Regions from separate parts of the Mus musculus genome. Here all the other regions are linked to region 2. Evidence: chromatin contacts called from public Hi-C, HiChIP or PLAC-seq and Micro-C data. All regions are on one chromosome and are shown on one strand. The core of a region is the stretch at or near the end of the contact, and the rest is flanking DNA. Distances in the headings are between cores, read along the strand shown.

Evidence for each region. Hi-C and Micro-C count contacts between places; a contact is called where the count stands out from the background. HiChIP or PLAC-seq counts read pairs in DNA pulled down with a chosen protein or histone mark.
Region 1: an H3K4me3 HiChIP or PLAC-seq map of embryonic stem cells shows a contact between it and region 2, with 13 read pairs. The contact joins the promoter of Ap1s1 here to the promoter of Ephb4 in region 2. A contact is called at or near these places in 6 of 39 promoter capture datasets (the SN4741 cell line, hematopoietic stem and progenitor cells, hippocampal neurons and 3 more), 3 of 484 Hi-C or Micro-C datasets (all in embryonic stem cells) and 4 of 115 datasets of contacts at active chromatin or transcription factors (embryonic stem cells and pancreatic cancer cells).
Region 3: a Hi-C map of liver shows a contact between it and region 2, with 2.8 times the contacts expected there. The contact joins the promoter of Ppp1r35 here to the promoter of Ephb4 in region 2. A contact is called at or near these places in 2 of 39 promoter capture datasets (the 3T3-L1 cell line and liver), 1 of 15 datasets of contacts at CTCF or cohesin (large pre-B cells), 7 of 484 Hi-C or Micro-C datasets (B cells, adipose-derived mesenchymal stem cells, cerebellar granule neurons and 4 more), 11 of 115 datasets of contacts at active chromatin or transcription factors (T-cell acute lymphoblastic leukemia, acute myeloid leukemia, embryonic forebrain and 7 more) and 2 of 9 other capture datasets (embryonic stem cells and pancreatic islet).
Region 4: a Micro-C map of embryonic stem cells shows a contact between it and region 2, with 3 times the contacts expected there. The contact joins the promoter of Agfg2 here to the promoter of Ephb4 in region 2. A contact is called at or near these places in 1 of 39 promoter capture datasets (liver), 2 of 484 Hi-C or Micro-C datasets (embryonic stem cells and liver), 2 of 115 datasets of contacts at active chromatin or transcription factors (embryonic stem cells and pancreatic cancer cells) and 1 of 9 other capture datasets (liver).
Region 5: a FOXA1 HiChIP or PLAC-seq map of pancreatic cancer cells shows a contact between it and region 2. The contact joins the promoter of Lrch4 here to the promoter of Ephb4 in region 2. A contact is called at or near these places in 1 of 39 promoter capture datasets (neural stem cells), 2 of 484 Hi-C or Micro-C datasets (embryonic stem cells and pancreatic cancer cells), 3 of 115 datasets of contacts at active chromatin or transcription factors (embryonic stem cells and pancreatic cancer cells) and 2 of 9 other capture datasets (embryonic stem cells and liver).

The regions. Positions count from the first base shown.
Region 1 is chr5:137,044,120-137,047,457 of GRCm38.p6, forward strand. It overlaps Ap1s1 (adaptor protein complex AP-1, sigma 1), which reads right to left and starts at 1,989. Exons shown (of 5, transcript NM_007457.3): 1 at 1,889-1,989. The coding sequence starts at 1,891.
Region 2 is chr5:137,347,851-137,351,547 of GRCm38.p6, forward strand. It overlaps Ephb4 (Eph receptor B4), which reads left to right and starts at 2,259. Exons shown (of 17, transcript NM_010144.6): 1 at 2,259-2,799. The coding sequence starts at 2,748. It overlaps Gm52791 (a long non-coding RNA gene), which reads right to left and starts at 2,202. Exons shown (of 3, transcript XR_003955817.1): 1 at 1,229-2,202; 2 at 82-216.
Region 3 is chr5:137,777,178-137,780,772 of GRCm38.p6, forward strand. It overlaps Ppp1r35 (protein phosphatase 1, regulatory subunit 35), which reads left to right and starts at 1,727. Exons shown (of 4, transcript NM_027242.5): 1 at 1,727-2,044; 2 at 2,125-2,368; 3 at 2,449-2,585; 4 at 2,677-2,930. The coding sequence starts at 1,817. The coding sequence ends at 2,850.
Region 4 is chr5:137,682,935-137,686,200 of GRCm38.p6, forward strand. Agfg2 (ArfGAP with FG repeats 2) reads right to left here and starts at 1,819. Exons shown (of 12, transcript NM_178162.3): 1 at 1,425-1,819. The coding sequence starts at 1,645. Gm15498 (a long non-coding RNA gene) reads right to left here. Exons shown (of 2, transcript XR_003956003.1): 2 at 2,451-2,707.
Region 5 is chr5:137,627,339-137,630,714 of GRCm38.p6, forward strand. It overlaps Lrch4 (leucine-rich repeats and calponin homology (CH) domain containing 4), which reads left to right and starts at 1,785. Exons shown (of 18, transcript NM_146164.2): 1 at 1,785-2,088. The coding sequence starts at 1,869. It overlaps Gm20605 (predicted gene 20605), which reads left to right and starts at 1,785. Exons shown (of 22, transcript NR_033148.1): 1 at 1,785-2,088.

The sequences.
Region 1 (3,338 bases), core at 739-3,238, 300 kb before region 2:
TATTAGTTTTAATTCTGTGTATGTGCGCATGTGTCTACATAGTGGGTTTGTTCATTTATGAGGGTGCCTGACACACAGTAGGACTTGTAACATGCTAGGTGCTGCTATTTTCCCCTGACCTTCTGTTTCCTAACCCTGTTTTCCATGGAGAAGATGCCTAGCCTCATGATAAGCTGAGGCCAACAGACAACAGTTCTCTGTGTGTTCTTCTAGACGCCATGTCTCACAGACGCCCTACCCGATCCTGCCATAAACCTTCAGATGCCTCTGACTCAATATGGCCTCTCGTCAGTCCCATACCTGTCGATACTCTTCCCTGAGTAGTGTATATAAATAGAACTGTGCTTGGCAGAAATATTCAGATTTTACCCTCCATTTTTCTCCACCATCCACACATTTAGTTCCACATACTGCCTCTCTTCCCAGCTTTTTTTTTTTTTAGACAAGGTTTCTCTGTGTAGCCCTGGCTGTCCTGGAACTCACTTTGTAGACCAGGCTGGCCTCGAACTCAGAGATCTGCCTGCCTCTGCCTCCCTAGTCCTGGGATTAAAGGTGTGTGCCACCACGCTCGGCTTCCAGTTTCTTTAAAGCGTTCTTTTATATTCTTTTACACGTATGTGTGGGGCACCCACGTGCCATCACTTACATGCAGAGGTCAGAGGAGGAGTCAGTCCCCTCCTTCCACCACATGGCTCCTGGGAATGACCTCAGGTTATCAGCCACCCGGACAAGCTGAGCCGTCTCTCTGGCCCTCTTTTCTGTCTTTCTTTTGTGAGACAATGTTTCATGTAGCACAGGCTGATCTCAATTCCCTAAGTAGCGAAGGCTGCCCTTGGTTTTCTGATCTCCCTTTTTCTTACCTCTGAGTACCAGGTTACAGGTGTGCACTCTAAGGCCTGACCTTTCTTCTGAGACATCAGGTGACTGATCACTGGGTCCCTCAGACAGGGGCATAGTCACCCTGGAGGGCTCTCCTAGGGAATGTCTGTGGAATAACTAGCAAGCAGAGTCCTCACTGCTTCCCGCATGGCCCTAGTTTTATTACCAGTTGCAGAGGTTCCTCATTCCATATCCTGAACTCAATTCCCAGCAAACAGCTCTGAGAACATGGCCCGGGTTGGGATATCTGTGTGTGTCCCACACTTCCAGTTTAGCAGGTTAAGTTAAAAGAAAACAACACCCCAGAAGCTAGAAGTAAGTACTGTTGGTGGGGGGGATAGGGAAGGTGAAGAACTGAGGGAGTCCTGTGTAGTTAAGAAAAGGAGGTGACAGCTACAGCAGGAAGGCCTGGGTTCCGGAAAAGAAAATGCCCCGGAGAGGGTGGAGAGCTGGGATTGCCAAAGTAGGGAGTCTTCCAGAGCCTAGGTCCCCGACGGCAAACCCTAGAGCCCACCTGAGCCAGAACTCCGGGTGAGCTGTCAAGGAAGCGAGACAGGAGGTTCACTCCAGAGACCCGGAAACTGTTCCCTCCCACACCGAGCTCTCCATGGGCCATGCTCCAGTGTGGGCCTCAAGGGAAGGGGTTTCGGCGACCTGCAACCATCCCGAGTGACCCCGGCGCCCCAACCTCGTGCCTTCCCTGCGGCAGTGCCTGGGAGGGTCTTAAAGATTCCCAGAGTCCCGAGCGCTTCTCCAGGCTCGGGACAGTCCCGCCACCATTCAGCTCTAGTCCCCTCTCTCCTAACCAGCAAGACTCCTCCCAACCCCTGTCCCTAGTGCCATTTCCAGCTTCCGAGGTCAGCTCTCTCCAGCAGCTCCAGGAAGTGGATCCTTTGCGGACCACAGGGAAGACAGGGCGACTCCCACAAAGGGCAGCCCCCCTCCGGACCCCTGCAGGTACAGCCCACGCCCCTCGGGTCCCCGTCCCCTCCCTCTCCTCACAGCCTACCATCCTGCAGCCTCCAGCCCGGTGCGTCCCTCTCCGGCCACCGTAGAAGCCAGCTCCACTCCCAGTCGGATTCTTTTCTTTTCCCTCCCTCTCCGCTTGAAGCCCCGCCCCAAGGCCTCGCCGGCTCCAAGCACGGACGCATTGCGCAGGCGCCAACGCTGCAGCGACCCACCCCCATCTCATCCGGCGCGCAGGCGGGGCTGGAGGCGGAGAAGCGGAAACCATGGCAACCAGGTCCTTGACTTCAGTTTTGCAAAAGCCTGGTCGTCATGGTAACAGGGCTGTCTTGGTGGGTTGATTGGAGGATGGGAAGGGAGGGGGTAGAGGACAATGAGGACTTCGAGCTTTGGAGCATTTGTGGGGGAAAAAGGCGGGAAAAGGGTGAGAGGTGTATGCACGATCTTTGGAGCTGATGAAGAAGTTGGGAGGAATGATGTGGAAAACATCAGTCAGAGGGTGGTGATGGGCAGGATGAGGGAAATAGAGACCGGTAGGCTAGGAGAATAAAGAGTTCAAGGACAGCTCAGGGTTCCAGAGCAAGCAAGATCCTGTCCCCAAAGCAAACAAGGCAGGTGTGGTGGTGTATCCTGTGATCTCTACACTTGGAAGGCAGAGACAGGAGTTCAGCTGCAGCTACATGGCACGGTCTTGACCACCCAAGGCCACAGAGAGCCTGTCTCCAACAACAACAACAACAACAAAAGTGACACAAAACAGTGCAGATATGATGGTTCGGATTGTAAAGATGTTTCCCCAAACCCACAAGGTGGAAAGAAAGAACTGACTCCTGCAAATTGTCCTCTGACCTCTGTATAAGCAAGCACCCTAGCTTGTATACACCACACACACACACACACACACACACACATATATACACACACACACAGACAGACAGACATGGTCACAGGCAACACAAAATACACTTGTAAAATGTAATCTTAAAAAAAAACTAAACCAGGGATAAAAATCAGGGATAAAAAAATTGTTGAAAATGGGAATACTGTAACAGGAATATAAAGAATGGGAGGAAATTGTAAATTAAGGAGAAAGGGGAAGAAATGAAGAGAATCTTATAGTATTAAAGGGGTGTGGTGTAATCCCCATAGCCAGAAGGCTACAGCCAGCCTAGACTACACAGTGTGGCTCTGTCAAGCAAGCAAGAGTGGGATTCCAGAACTGGGTGTGGTGAGGCAAGTCACAATCCCAGCCCTGCAGAGGCTGAGGCAGGAAGAGCAAGAGGTCATGACCAGTTTTGGGGCTATGGAGGAATATGTGTGTGTGTGTGTGTGTGTGTGTGTGTGTGTGTGTGTGTGTGTGTGTGTGTACCAAACTGGATGTGCTGGTATACACCTATTATGTGATTATTTGGAAGGTACAAGCAGATGTACTAAGATCAAGAGTTCAAAATGACTCTTGACTACATAGCTAGTTCATTTTATGGACTGAGACA
Region 2 (3,697 bases), core at 1,009-3,508:
AGAAGAAGAAAAACAAAAAGGTTTGAGATTTGGTTGGGTCTTTGGGACAAACACTGATTTTGGGCTAATGGGAGTTCTCACCTGCAGCAGAAGGCTAAGCAACTCAGTGCTGGCAGCAGGAGTTTCTGGTGGTCCGGGAGTGGAAGGAATGACCTCACACACACAGGATAAATGGAGGGTGCTTCCTGACCCGGGGAGTAAAGATCTCGGGCGTCACTTGCATGGAAAAGGGAAATCACGGGATTTTCACCAGTGCGCGCTCTCTCTCTCTCTCTCTCTCTCTCTCTCTCTCTCTCTGTGTGTGTGTGTGTGTGTGTGTGTGTGTGTGTGTGTGTGTGTGTGTGTAAGACTTGCAATGTAGTCCAGTCTGGTTCCACTTTCCTCCCAAGTTGTGGGAGTATGACCACACTGGATCTGTGTAGGAATGGGATGGAACTCAGGGCTTTCTGGGTGCTAGAGAAACTGTTTACCAAATTCTCTACTGATAGCAGCAGAGAGGCCAGCCCAGGAGTCATTCTTACTGATACACTGTCTTTGGGTTTTCGGAATAATCTGATGGGCTCTTTCATCTTTTCAGCTGGGTCTCATCAACCGAACCCTCCTCCACGCCTGCCTCTGTCATCCAGGCTGCTTGTCTCTCCTCTATTGAGGCGTTAATCGTCTCTGCATACTAATGAATTGCTTATCCCACTAAATGTGAAAATTTTTAAGCAATCAAAGGCTTGAAGTGGGCTGCTGATGGTGGCTCCTAGGGTGAGAACAAGCCACGACTCAGAAATTCAGGGGGACCCGGATGCAGAATGATAGCTGCAAAAAAGGGGGTGTCTGTGGATAAGAGAAGGGGAGCCTGAGTCTGCGTGGGGAAGGAGGAGGGGACTCCCAGATCTAGCCGGTCAGCCTGGCTCCAGCCAAGCCGGCTGTTTCCTGCCCTGGCTGACCCCCCACCCCGGAGCGGGACCCAGGCAGGGCTGTGAGGAAGGGCAGGGGGTGGGGAGCACTACTTGCGCCAGGAAGATAAGTGCACGGGGACAAAAGGCCATCACGGGTCTCCCGCGCCCGCTGGTGTGTGTGTGCGCGCAGGCGGACAAGAGGTCATCACCGGTCTCCCGCGCCCGCTGGGGTGTGTGTGTGCGCCCTTAGGGTATTTGGCAGACTCCCAGGTGCCCCAGACTCCTACCTCAGAGTTTCCAGACCCTGTACTAATTACCTTAAATTAAAGTCTCCTTACCGCAGCCCTTAAAGGACCGACTTCGGGAACAGCACCTCTCTCATCCAACCATCCCGTGCCCCACACTCACAGTGCCCTGATGTAGATAGGAGGCCGTCTTTCCTGGACCCTCCCCTCAAACTGATGGATGAGAGGGGGTGCTAGCAAATGAGAGGAAGGGCCCTCCCAGCCATCCCGAGGGCCCCCAGGAGCCAGACAGGAAACAGCCTCAGGAAAGAGCCACAACGGTCCCTACCCCCGCCTTGGAGGTCAAGGCTGCAGGCGGCGGGGAAGTGTCCCCCTCCTTTAAAAAAATGAAATGAGGTGTTACGGAGATCCCTCACCCTCTCTGACACGCCTGCCTTTTATTTACATTTTCTATACTTTGGGTTTCAAACCACTTTCTCCAGCGTTAGGCTGCGCGCTCAGTGGATCTCCAGGACTTAACGAGCACGCACTGATTGTGTGAGCGCTCTCTCCGGAGATAGACAAGCTGGGATTATTGCTTGAGGAACGGAGGTCTGTTGGGAAGCTCTCCATACCCAAATGCAAAGTTTTAACCTTCTCCTCCCAAATGCAATCCCCTGCTCCAACTAGGTGGCAGGGGGCGCATCCAGATGTGGAATCTCAGGTCCCGCTGCAAGGTCAAAGCAGGCTTTGTGTGGGGGCATTCACATTTACGCACACATCTGTGAGGCCTGGTAGGTTCAGGTCAGTCCTGAGGATTCCTGGGCTACTGCCCCAACATGCACAATCAGGGGTAGTAGGCATGGGACACCCAGCACCCCTGGACAGTCCCTAAGTTCCACACATGCCGCCCCTCCCCCTCTTGCAAACTTTCTCCTAACTTCCCGACAGGCTCAGTTCGGGCGGCCCCCCCTCTCATGAATTATTCAGCAGCATAGGAGCCAATCAGCTCCCCGTGCACCCCCCCCTCCCAGAGAAACCCGGGCTCCAGGGTGTTGGGAGATGGGGCGGGGGGAAACTCTGACATGGGACTGTCTCCGCCTCCTATGCGCCCCTCCCTCCTAGGCCAGGCGCCGCCCGACTCAGTCTCGACTCGGCCCAGCCCTGGCCCAGCCTGTTTCCCTCCCTCCTGCTCGGTTCCCACTTTGGTTTCCACCTTCCTTGACCGCGACCGGCGCACTAACCCCGGCGGCGCGACATCCACCAACCACTCCAGGGAGCGAGAGAGACCGCGAGCAATCGGCCCACCCCAGCCAGCCAGGGCGGGACCCCCGAAGCCCCGAAGGGACCCCTAACTCTCAGCCACGTCCCGATCTCCGCCCGCCCAGCGACGGCCACTGCCAGGACGTCCCCCCTCAAGGCTGGCCTCCCCGCGCGCGCGCGCTGCGGCGGGGACGTGGGGGCCGCACCTGAGCGCGGGTGCCTGGCGCGCCCGCATGGGCCATCGTTGAGAGGCCCTCGACGGAAAGTCCCAGCAGCAGAGTCGGTGTGCACCCGCCCAGGGGAGGGTCAGACCTGGGGGGGCCAGGGCCCCCCAAACTCGGATCGCATTCAGCCAAAGTGAGGCGGCGCCATGGAGCTCCGAGCGCTGCTGTGCTGGGCTTCCCTCGCCACTGCTTTAGAAGGTGAGTTTTCTTGGGGTGCCCCCTGTTCTTGGGGTCCCCCAAAGTTGTGCCTCAGAGTGCAAAAGCTGGTCTCTCCCTATCCCAACTCCGGTACCCCTTAAACACTTCGGACCAATAGCACTAGAACGGGAGGGGGCGGGGAGGAGGCGGCCTGGCGGGGAGTGGGGTTTTTCTTTTGTTTGGGAAAGAGATGGAGTCGAGAGCTCAGACCCGGGACCTTCCCTTACCCAGCCTTCTAAATTCTCAGTCCTGATGCCAAAGGCCCATGACAGCCTTCCTTTTCCTGTCCACCCTAATGTTCAAAACTATCCCCCAAAGTTTTTATCCTCTCTCCACCTCTGGCTAAACTCCAGGGGAAAGTTCCTGAAGGGGCACTTGCAGGCGAGGCAGACCCCAGCTAGGCCGTAAAGCGACCCCCACCTCTGGTTCCCTAGCGTTCATTCACACCTGGACTCCACACCCCAGTCAGGATGGCCCCATCTGCAGCCCCACTCTCCAACTCCCAAATGGCTGGCCAGGCTACTGACCTCGTGCAGACTCTTTTCTTGTTTTTCTCAAGGCTGTACCCCAACCTTTTACATGCCATTTAGACCTCAACTTTTCCCAAGGCTGAGGCTTTCTTCCAGCCATGCAAGCCCGCAGAAACTGCCTAACACCGGCCTGTGTCGCCCTAATTCACCCCAGCTGGCCGCCTCCTAGCCCGCCTCAGATTTCTGGTTTTTTTTTTTTTTTTCCTTCTGTATTCCTCTCCAAATGCCTCTTCAGATCTGTGAGCCCCTAACTCCACAGTCCCTCTTGGGGCTGCACAGGACTCATAACCCCCTTTCCTGCCTCCCTAATCTCTTTTCAATGAATTTGGCTCCCCCACAACCTCCCTTGCTGCTTAGAATCAAAGGAG
Region 3 (3,595 bases), core at 477-2,976, 430 kb after region 2:
CCAGGACAGCCAGGGCTACACAGAAAAACCCTGTCTGGACCCCCTCCCCCCCCAAAAAAAAGTGGAAAGTGAAATTCATTACGCACATCCACACACACACACACACACACACACACACACACACACACATACACACACACACACCATTCATTGCCCAGGTCTTGTATTTGACCTAACATCCTTGAAACTACCAGGTAAGTCTTTTTGAAAAGTACAAACAGCTTCCCCAGCCCAAAGGCTGACTCCTCCGAGGTCTGTAGCAGACGTGGCCTCTCTGCTCCGACCTGATGTTCCCAGCTGGGTGTTTGAGAGATAACCTTGATTTATGATTGTCTGTGTTCCTTGTTCATGTAAGAACTTTATGACCCCATTACCATATTTGGGTGTGGTATTTGGGGAGATCTGAATTTGTTTCTGGACTATAGTCGCTCTCCTTTTGGTTTCACCAGAAATGATCTTATTACCTTTAAGGTTCCAGCTGTGTTTTGCATTATAAGGAGAAACCCTCTTAGTCACAGGAGTTACAGGCTTATCCAAATGCAGACTCCGAGTACTGGTCACCTGCCTTCACAACCATCAGCATTAGCTGCCGGCTTTCTTTTAATGCGTATGTGCTAAATGAATGCTGCACATCTGTGTGTGTAGGTGCAGTCTCCCCATTTATGTGTGTGTGTGTAGAGGCCAGAAATGAACATCAAGGTGTCTTCCTCTATCACTGCCCACCTTATTTGTTAAGGCAGGGACTCGATGTGAGCCTGGAGCTCCATGTTTTGGCTAGGTTGGCTGGCCATTGAGCCCCGGGGGTTATTGGGTTTTACACAGATGCAGACGCAGGGGATCCAAACTCAGATTCTTTCTTATTCGTTCCTTTCCTTTGTTTTTGCTTTTCAAGACAGGGTTTCTCTGTGTAGCCCTGACTGTCCTGGAACTCACTCCGTAGACCAGGCTGGCTTCGAACTCAGAAATCCGCCTGCCTCTGCCTCCCAAGTGCTGGGATTAAAGGCGTGTGCCACCACGGCCCAGCTGCTTCTAACTCCTAAGCCGTCATTGCTTTTTAAAAATGTCTCTGTGTGTTGTGTGTATGTGGTGGTGTGGTTTGGTGGACTGAGAGACTAGGATGTGGATTTTCCTTAGTCTAAGTGTGCATCAGAGGACAACAGAAAGGAGTCAGTTCTCTCCTTCCACCACGTGTGACCCTGGAATTGTCAGTCTTGATGGCAATCGCCTTTACCCTCTGAACCAACCCCCAGGATATGGATTTAAAATTAAGGCAATATTCCGTCAATTCCCTTAGTACTTCCTTATGCAAATATCAGAATCCAGGGATTTTGCAACGAATCTGCTTCCACGTACAGGGAAGATTTGATCGGCGTTCAAAAATGACCAAAACCTTCAGGAAGGGGGGTGGGGGCGCCACTCGGGACCTCTAGATGCGAGAGCAGCGAGGATATTGTTACAGTGAAAGAGGACTAACGCTTTAATCCCAGAACAAATGAGCATTAGAGTCTGACAGGCAAAGACGCCACACCCCCGTTCCCTAAGGAAAAGTAGTCTAGATAGGAATCCGTAGAGTACCTAGGGCACCGTCGCTCTAACGCCCCGCCTTAAAGGCGAAGTTAGCGTGTGAGGGCGGAAGTGCGTCCGGAAGCTGGAGGGCGGAGCGGTGGGAATGACGTCCAGGAGCGCCAATGGAGTGGCGCGGCGGGCGTGTCTTACTCCGGTGGGTAAGGGCTAACGGTTTCCGGTAGTGGTAGCCCCGGAGGGTGGGAGAAAAGAGGAGACCCCGCGTCCTGAAACCCCGAGCCTTTAGAACAAGATGATGGGCTTCGGGGCGTCTGCGTTAGAGTCCATTGAAGGCGAAGAGGCCCTGGAGGTCCCGGGGCCACCCCCGGAGCCGCGAGCCCCGGAACCCCGAGCCCCAGAGCCCGAGCCGGGCTTGGACTTGAGCCTTAGCCCGAGCCCGCTGCCCGAAAGTCCGAAGGCGCGGAAGAGCAGCCCGGGTCAGCGGAAGGGGCGGCGGGGCGGTAGCCGGAGGGGGCGGCAGGTGAGCGGCGTGAAGGCCCGGCCCCCCGCCCGCCGAGCGCCCCGGGATCTGCAGCTCACGGTTCCGCCCTCCACTCCCAGGTTCGTTTTCAACTGGCGCCGCCCTCCCCGGTGCGGTCCGAGCCGCTGCTGGTGGCCGGTGCACCGGGCGACGATCATGAGCTGGAGGCACCGGCCCTGCAGAGCAGCCTGGCTTTGAGTCTGGAGCTGCAGAACGCGCGCGCCGCTGTCGCCAGCGGCCAGTTTGATGCCTCCAAGGCGGTAGAGGAGCAGCTGAGAAAGTCGTTCCGGACCCGCTGTGCCCTGGAGGAGACCGTGGCGGAGGGTGAGGGGGGCAGGCGGCCGGCCGGGCGCGGTGGTCTGGGTGAAGGGCGATCCTCAGTCCCGCCTTCCCTGCGCTCGCAGGGTTGAACGTGCCGCGCTCTAAGCGACTCTACCGAGACCTGGTGAGTCTGCAGGTGCCCGAGGAGCAGGTACTGAACGCGGCGCTGAGGGAGAAGCTGGCGATGCTGCCACCGCAGCCCCGAGCCCCGCCCCTGAAGGTGAAGGAAGGGATGCAGGGACCTGGACATCCCTCTACCCCCTGGGCTCTCTTCCTCCACCTCGAGTGTAACCTGCTTCACCTTCCCATAGGAGGTGCTCGGGCCGGGCCCAGACATGACCATGCTGTGCAACCCAGATTCTCTGTGGTCCGAATCTCCGCACTTGACAGTGGATGGGCTGCCCCCACTAAGGCTTCAAGCCCGGCCCCGCCCTTCAGAAGATACCTTTCTCATGCATCGGATGCTGAGGCGCTGGGAAGCGTAGCCCTCATAACTCTGGAATGCTAGTCTGTAATTTTGTTAGTTTTTTTTTTTTTTATAATAGAATAAAATGTTTCCCCCCCTAAATTACCGAACTGTTCTTGGGAGTTTAGATAGGATTAAACTGCTTCAGGGTCTTCTACCCTTTTCCTGCCCCGACCCCCATGGCAAGTGGAAAGCACTGTCCCAAGTGTGGGGTCAGACCTTCCTCTCCATTTAAATCCCCAGCTTTAGTTATTAGAACTTGAGCCTTAGCCTGACACCGAGGCTCCAAGAATGTCCCAGCACTTGGGAGGCTGAGGCAGAAGGATTCTATGTCCAAGGACAGTCTGAGTTACACAAATTATTTTGATACGGTTTCAGGCAGGGTAGGTTCAGATGAGTGGTAGTACCTGGGGAAAGCATGTACAAAGCCCTAGGTTCAATCCCCAGAGTTGAGTGTGCAAGTGTGTAGTCAAACAGTAGTCAAAGTGTTTTAAATTCCACTTTGGCTGGGTGTGATGAACACTTGAGGTAGAGACAGAATCAGGAATTCCAGGCCAACCTAAGTTACCAAGTAACTGTGTCAAAACAACACTGCACACATACTGCTCTAGTTGTACAAACTATTATTTGTCTCTCTACATAGCTCTGGTTGTCTTGGAACTCATTATGTAGTCCGAGCTGATCTTAAACTCAGGAGACTTGCCTGTCTCTGCTTTCTGAGTGCTGGGACTAAAGGCATGTACCACTATACCTGGCTATTCAAA
Region 4 (3,266 bases), core at 569-3,068, 330 kb after region 2:
CCAGACAAAAACGAGTCCCTAAGAAAACCAAAGATCTCGAACCCAATGTTAGTCAAATAATTCCTAAGGAGAAGGAGCTTACTAAATAACTAGAAATCTGGGGTGGTCTGGGCTGAGGGTAGCATTGTGGATTTTACAACCAAGCCTCTGCTCCCCAAATTTACAGTTTACCAGATGAGACTCGGCAGTACACTTAGGAAAGACCCCAAAGCATGCCTGTAACCCCAGCCATTACAGAGGTAGAGGCAGGAGGACTCTGAGTTCCAAAGCCACCCCTAGCTACATCATGAATTAAAAGTCACCGTGGACTGTATGAGACCCCGTCTCAAGACAAATTAAAAAAAAAAAAAATGGACTGGTGAGCTAGCTAGCTCAGCAAGTATGGGAGCTTACAGCCATGCCTGTTGACCTGAGTTTGATCCCCAGGCCCCACACGTAGTGGAAGGAAATTGCTGATTCCTACAAGTTATTCTCTGATAACCACACAAGCCATGGAACCTACATGTCCCTACAGTGCAAAGTAAAGAAATCAAATGCAACTTTAACGGGGGCAGAGGACGAAATGGGGAAAAGAAAAGAATATGCCATTCTGATCCTCATCTCTTCGGGAAAGCTAAGCTGTCCGCCAGGATAACCCTTTGGCTCTCTGCCCTTAGTATATTTCGTAAGTCATCTACCCTCTAGCTAGCATTCCAGAGCCTGAAAGATTAGGATCTGCACCTGATCCCTGGCTTCATACCTGCCACTCTAGGCTGTCAGCCTGGGCTAATGCGTGGAGCATTTTCCATTCCCTTCTAGGGTACTTTTGTCTTAGGCTCGACTTCCCTATTTCTTTCCCTTCTCCTTCCACCCCGTTCCCCTCCGCTCCCCTCCTGGTGGAGCGGCAAGGGTCTCATGGTTGGCCTTGAACTCCTGATCACCTCCCCCTCAGTGTTGGGATTACAGGCGTGTACCACACTACTCGGGTTTTATGCAGTGCTGTGGATGGAAACTCAGGGCGCCGAGCGTGCTAGGCAAGCACTCTACCAACTGAGATACAATGCAACCCCAGCTAAAGTTCCCTTTAAAGGTCTATGTCAATTTCTGGCCCTTTAAGTCCCTCCCCCACCCCACCCCAGTCCCTCCACACTTTCTCTCTCCCCACCTGCAATTCGCCTTCGCCTCCCCCAGGGAGTTTCTCCAATCCTCTCCTCGTGTCCTTCTACAGCCCCCACCCTCCCTCTGCAGCGCGACTCCACTCCCGTCTTCTGTCCCCCTGCGCTTTTTCCCTTTCCCCCACGACACACCTCTGCAGCAGGCGACCTTCCACCGCCACATCCAATGCCGGGGCTACCCCTCTGACCTCCTGGATCGCCCCGAGCTCCTGCAGACTCACTTCACCCGAACCAAACCCAGTTCCCCCCCCCCCCCCCGGATCCACTCACAGGAGGCCGGAGCAGGTGGTGCAGACGAAGCTGCCCACGGTGATGTCCACATACGTGACCCCGCGCTGGGCGCACTCGAAACAGTGGCGGTTCCCGGCCTGGCTGCAGCCGCCCAGCTCCCGCACTCGGCGGCACCACACCTCCGAAGCGGCTTCAGCCTCCGCTTTGCTCCCTCCGACCCCGCCACCCGGGCCCGGGCCCTTCTTAGCCGCCATCACCATCTCTCCTCCAGGTTCCTCTGCAAGTCAGCGGTCGCTCCCCTTTAACCGCTCGCTGCCTTTCCCGCCTCCGCCGCCTTCGCACGCCCGGCAACCCTGACACCAGCTCCTGCAGCCCCGACCACGACCGCGAGAGACTCTGCCGCCCCCTTCCTCGTCCTGTTCGGCACGCTGATTGGCTAGTCTCCCCCCACCTCCTTGCTTTAATTGGTTCGATTCGAGACGGCCTCCGGTTGCTGGAGCCTTCAGAACCACGCCCCACTGCCACCCGGCCTTCTGTCTTTTCCATTGGTTCACAAAGACCCCCACCTTGCAAGTACAATGCGTGCCCTCCTCCTTGTCCCCGCCCCCTCTCGCCACGGACTCCTATGCTGACTCTGATTGGTTGTTAAGGTTGCAAAATTAGCGTGCGAGAGAAAGGAGGTGTTCGGCGCGTGCGTAGTGCTCATCCTCCGGATTGATACTAATTCCCGCCAAATTTCAAAGGCTCGTTCCAGGCTGAGCCAGGAGACAAGAAAATCGGAAAGAAATTGCCCTAGGATGAGCTGGAGGAGAAAGGGAAAGACAGAGAAGGGGAGTGCTTTGTAAAAGATACTTTATTTATCCAAGTCATAGAAAGAGCCCCCACTTTAGAGTCAAGTTAAAAACCTGAGGTAGGATGCAGAAGGGATGAACGGCGTTTGCCACTAACCTTCATTCCCACTCCTGTAAGAAAACCGACTCCTATAAGCTAGCTGCCTTCTGATTTCCATGAGTACACACACACACACACACACACACACACACACAAATAAATAAATGCATGTAAAAAATATTCAAGAAAACATGTTGAAGTGGATCACAGAACTGGTTTGTGGCTCAGTCAGAATTTGAATCTGAGTCTTTTGATTTTAAAAGCTCTGCTCCGTGGCCAGGGATGTATCTCAGCTGGTAGAGTGCACTAAGCGCGAGGTTCAAGCCCCCAGCACTGCATACAACTCAGCGCGGTGGCACAGGCCAGTAATTCCAGCATTTGGGAAGTGGGGGTAGCAGTAGCGGTACTTCAGAGTCATCCTCGGTCACTGCCTGGAAAAGGAAAGGCTGAGAATAAGCAGGTTTAGGGATGCTGGCAACCATAAGTCAGGACTTTGGTTTCAGACATGCCAATGGGATGCGGGCAGATGAGAGATAGGTTTCTGAGTTATTGGTACCCAGGAGCCCATGGGCTAGATGAGGTTGCTTAATTGTTGTCATAGCTGCAAGTGTACTTCCCCCTGAGCTGTGGTGATGCCAAGTCCCCATGTACACATGCAAAGGAACCATTTTGCTTCATGTAAACCATGGCTGCATGCCTTGGATTCCAAGCAGGTGGATCGCTGTGAGTTTTAGGCCAGCCTGGTCTATGTAGTGAGTTCCAGGGGATTACACAGTGAAATCCTGTCCCCCACCCCACCCCCACCAAAAAAAAAGCCTCTTGTACATTTTCAGAGTTCAGCGTTCAGCATTTCCCTGTGCTGGCCATTTCTTGCACAGCTTCTCTTTAGCCAGTGGTTATTTCTTCACCCCTTAAAATGTTACCCACCACAAGTGAATAAATGGGCAGGAATTGGGGTGACCACTAGACTCTGATAGCTTCCAGTCTGTC
Region 5 (3,376 bases), core at 535-3,034, 280 kb after region 2:
AGCTCTCTAATCGAGCCCTGCATGAGGGTGCACACCTATAATCCCAGCACTTGAGAGGTGGTAACAGTCAGGAGTTGTTCATGGTCACTCCTAGCTACATCACCAGTTAGAGGCCAGCTAGAACTATAGGAGACCTTGTCTCTGAAAGCCAGTCTCCCTCTTTTCCTTTAGGTCACCATGCCACCCACATTGAGAAAAAAAGACTGAAATTATGGGGCCATGTTAGCCACAGCTACAGCCACATTGGTAAGCTGTGGAGGCACCCAAGAGGGAAGGGGGATGCTTAGTGGCATGCCTCACCACAGGATTAACCTTGGAAGAGCCGAGGCGATTAAGGGTGTTGGGATGCCTGTTTTCTAATGACTAGAAGCCACACAGGGAGGTTCATTAAACGCTAACATTCTTCTAAAAGCAAATCTCAAAGGAAAAAAAAATATTCTTTTACTATTATCTCTCACATCTGGGACTCCTTCCTGTATCTCAAGAAGTTTTCTGGGGTTTTTTTGTTTGTTTGTTTGTTTGTTTGTTTGTTTTTGTTTTTAAAAAAGGTTAGTTTGGAGTTATGTAGTCCAGGCTTGCCTGGAATTGACCTCGAAGTCCCGATCCTTCTGCCTCCTCTTTTTAAGAACTGTCACGACAGGCTCATGCCACCACACCCAGCTTCAAATAAGAGGTTTCCAATAGACAAAGTCTGTTATGAAAGTATGTGTGGGGGAGTTCTACTGGAGGTCTGAGATTTGTCCAGCTTCCCTTTCCTCATTTATAAAAAACCCGAGGTCTTAGCCGGGCGGTGATGATGCACGCCTTTAGTCCCAGCATTCGGGAGACACAGGCAGGAGGAGCTCTTGAGTTCAAGGCCAGCCTGGTCTACAGAGCAAGTTTCAGAACAGCCAGGGCTACACGGAGAAATAAATCCTGTCTCGGAAAAGCAACAAACAAAAAACCCCCAAAGATCTTGTTCTAGAGGCCATGAGATCCTTCGTAGTCTCTAAAGTTTGGTCTGGCCATCACAAGTCTTCTCCAGGGGGACTTTGGCAGGTCTGACGACTTTCCCTCTCTGAACTGGAAACCCCCTCACCGGTCATCCCCAGCATTCCCATTAGGGACTCAAGACTGCGCAGGAGGAAATGGTCCCTTCTGTTGAGACAACAGCCTGAGTGCTGAGTGGGGCATCCCTCGCCCTTCCTCACTTCTCGGATGCTGGTTTGCTCCCCAGTAAGCACAGCTAGTACCCAACCCTAACCCTGCACTGTCAGGCCGCCCAGCGCGCGCCTTTTACGATCTTTACCTGCGTCTCAAAAATTCTAGCTCACCCACCTCCTTCTGTCTAGCGAATGGAGCACCTCCTAGCCCATGCTATTGGTAGGCAGAACCGTCCCTCAGAGAAGAGGCCGGGACAGGTTCCTTTTGTAGGTTCTAATTGGTCTTCTTCACAGTCACTCGCCTGAATCTAGATTGCAATTGGTCTTGGTTGAAAAAGCAGGTTTGTGGTCTCTGGGTCTCTAATACCCTAAAGTTGAGACCTGTAGTCCCCGCCTCCTGGGCGGGTCTCATTGGCTCCATCTCCAGCCTCGAGAGTTGTGATTGGATGTCGCTGCGCGGGGCGGGCCGACCAGGAACCGCGGCCGTTGGCGGGGTGCTCCTCTTCACCCCTCCCTTCCCTCAGTGTAATCTAGAATTGAGAGGCTCCACCCCCTGCCGTTTTCTGATTGGGCACTTCTAACGCGTCTCTGGTTCATGATTGGTCCGCGGAGTTCCTGACCCTCGCTTCCTCCCTTCAGTGGGGACTACGGCGGCTCCGAGGAGGGGGAAGGGCGAGAAGGGCCGGCCGGTGCCGTCAGTCAGGCAGGGGGAGCCGCCGAGAGCGGATGGCGGCAGCAGTAGCGGGCCCACTCGCCGCCGGGGGTGAGGAAGCTGCAGCTTCAGTGTCCTTGCCAGGGTCTCCTGGTCTACCTGGGAGCCGTAGCGCAGAACGAGCCCTAGAGGAGGCTGTGGCCACCGGGACCCTGAACTTGTCCAACCGGCGTTTGAAGCACTTCCCCCGGGGCGCGGCCCGCAGTTACGACTTGTCAGACATCACCCAGGCTGGTGAGTTGCGCTGGTGCCCAGAGAGCAGGGGACCCATACTGGACTGCGACCCTCATTTGCATAGCCCCGCCTCGCGTTCGATTGGGCCCACCCCTTCACCTGGCAGTCTTGAACGCTCGCCCCTTGGGATTGGCATTGAGCCCGCGACCTCCCCTCCCCTGTGTAAGAACCACTGGACAATGAGTTCGCTTCAAGAGTGCACAGAACACTTTTGGCCGAGCTCTAGGAGACTCTTCCCCTTTATTTGCATATTGCGCACCTGTAGCATGGTCCCGCCCCTCACCTGGTTGGCTTCTTCAACCCTAGATCTGATCAACCCTTAAAGCAAACTTCCATGTAGAATCTATCATTAATCGCTACATTTTCACCCTTTTAGTCGTTTCCAACGTCTTTCTCACCCGTCCACCACAATCCCAACAAGCCCCGTTATCTCTTTCCTAAAGGGTCGCTCCTAACAACCCGACGTTTCTGCTTGCTTTTCCGTAGTCTCCCCAAGTCCCAGCCCCTCTCCGCCGTCCACCCCAGCCTATCTATGTGAAAGAAGTGAATCTCTCGCCCTTAACTTTCCACCCATTATCCCCCTATCCCCTTTCTCTTCTTCCTGGTTTTATGAGGTCACTGTGGAGTTTGTGATCTCATAGGAACCCTACAATTCTGCTTTCCCCTTAGGGGAGAAACTTGAGGCAGCTTGCTGAAAGGAAGGACATTGTATCTCTTAGCTAGGAGTGCTGACCTCCTGGAGACTCTCCAGTCCCTGCCCTCAGGACCCCTCTAATCATGTCCACCCCACCCTGGTGTGTGTGTGTTTGGGATCCCACTAATCATGGACACTCTACCCTTGGGTCTGCTATGGCCAGGCACTGGGGACTGTACTATGACAGGTGAGTCAGGCTGCTTAGGAGGCAGCCTATGAACTTGGGCTGGCAGCTGAGGGCGGGGAATCACAACAGAGGGCTACATTCCGGGAGCCCCACCCCAGTCTGGGCTGGAGTGTTAGGGCCCCTTCTGCTCCTCTCATCTGGTCCAGGGCTGGATCAAGCTGGATCAAAGAACACATTGCTCCAGTAGGTTCCTGCCCACCTGCAATTGTACCAGGCTGGCTGGGGCACAATCTCCTCTTACAGCTCTGGAGAGAAAAAGTTTAAATCTCTCTGTTTTTAAATGCTTTTTCCCTACACAGTTGAATGAGTCCTGGGAATGGGTGAGCCCCAGGAGCCATGCTTACCCCTCCTAGGTCCCCCCAGCCCCCCAGCTCCAGATTGACCTCAGCAGCTGTGTGACACTGGCC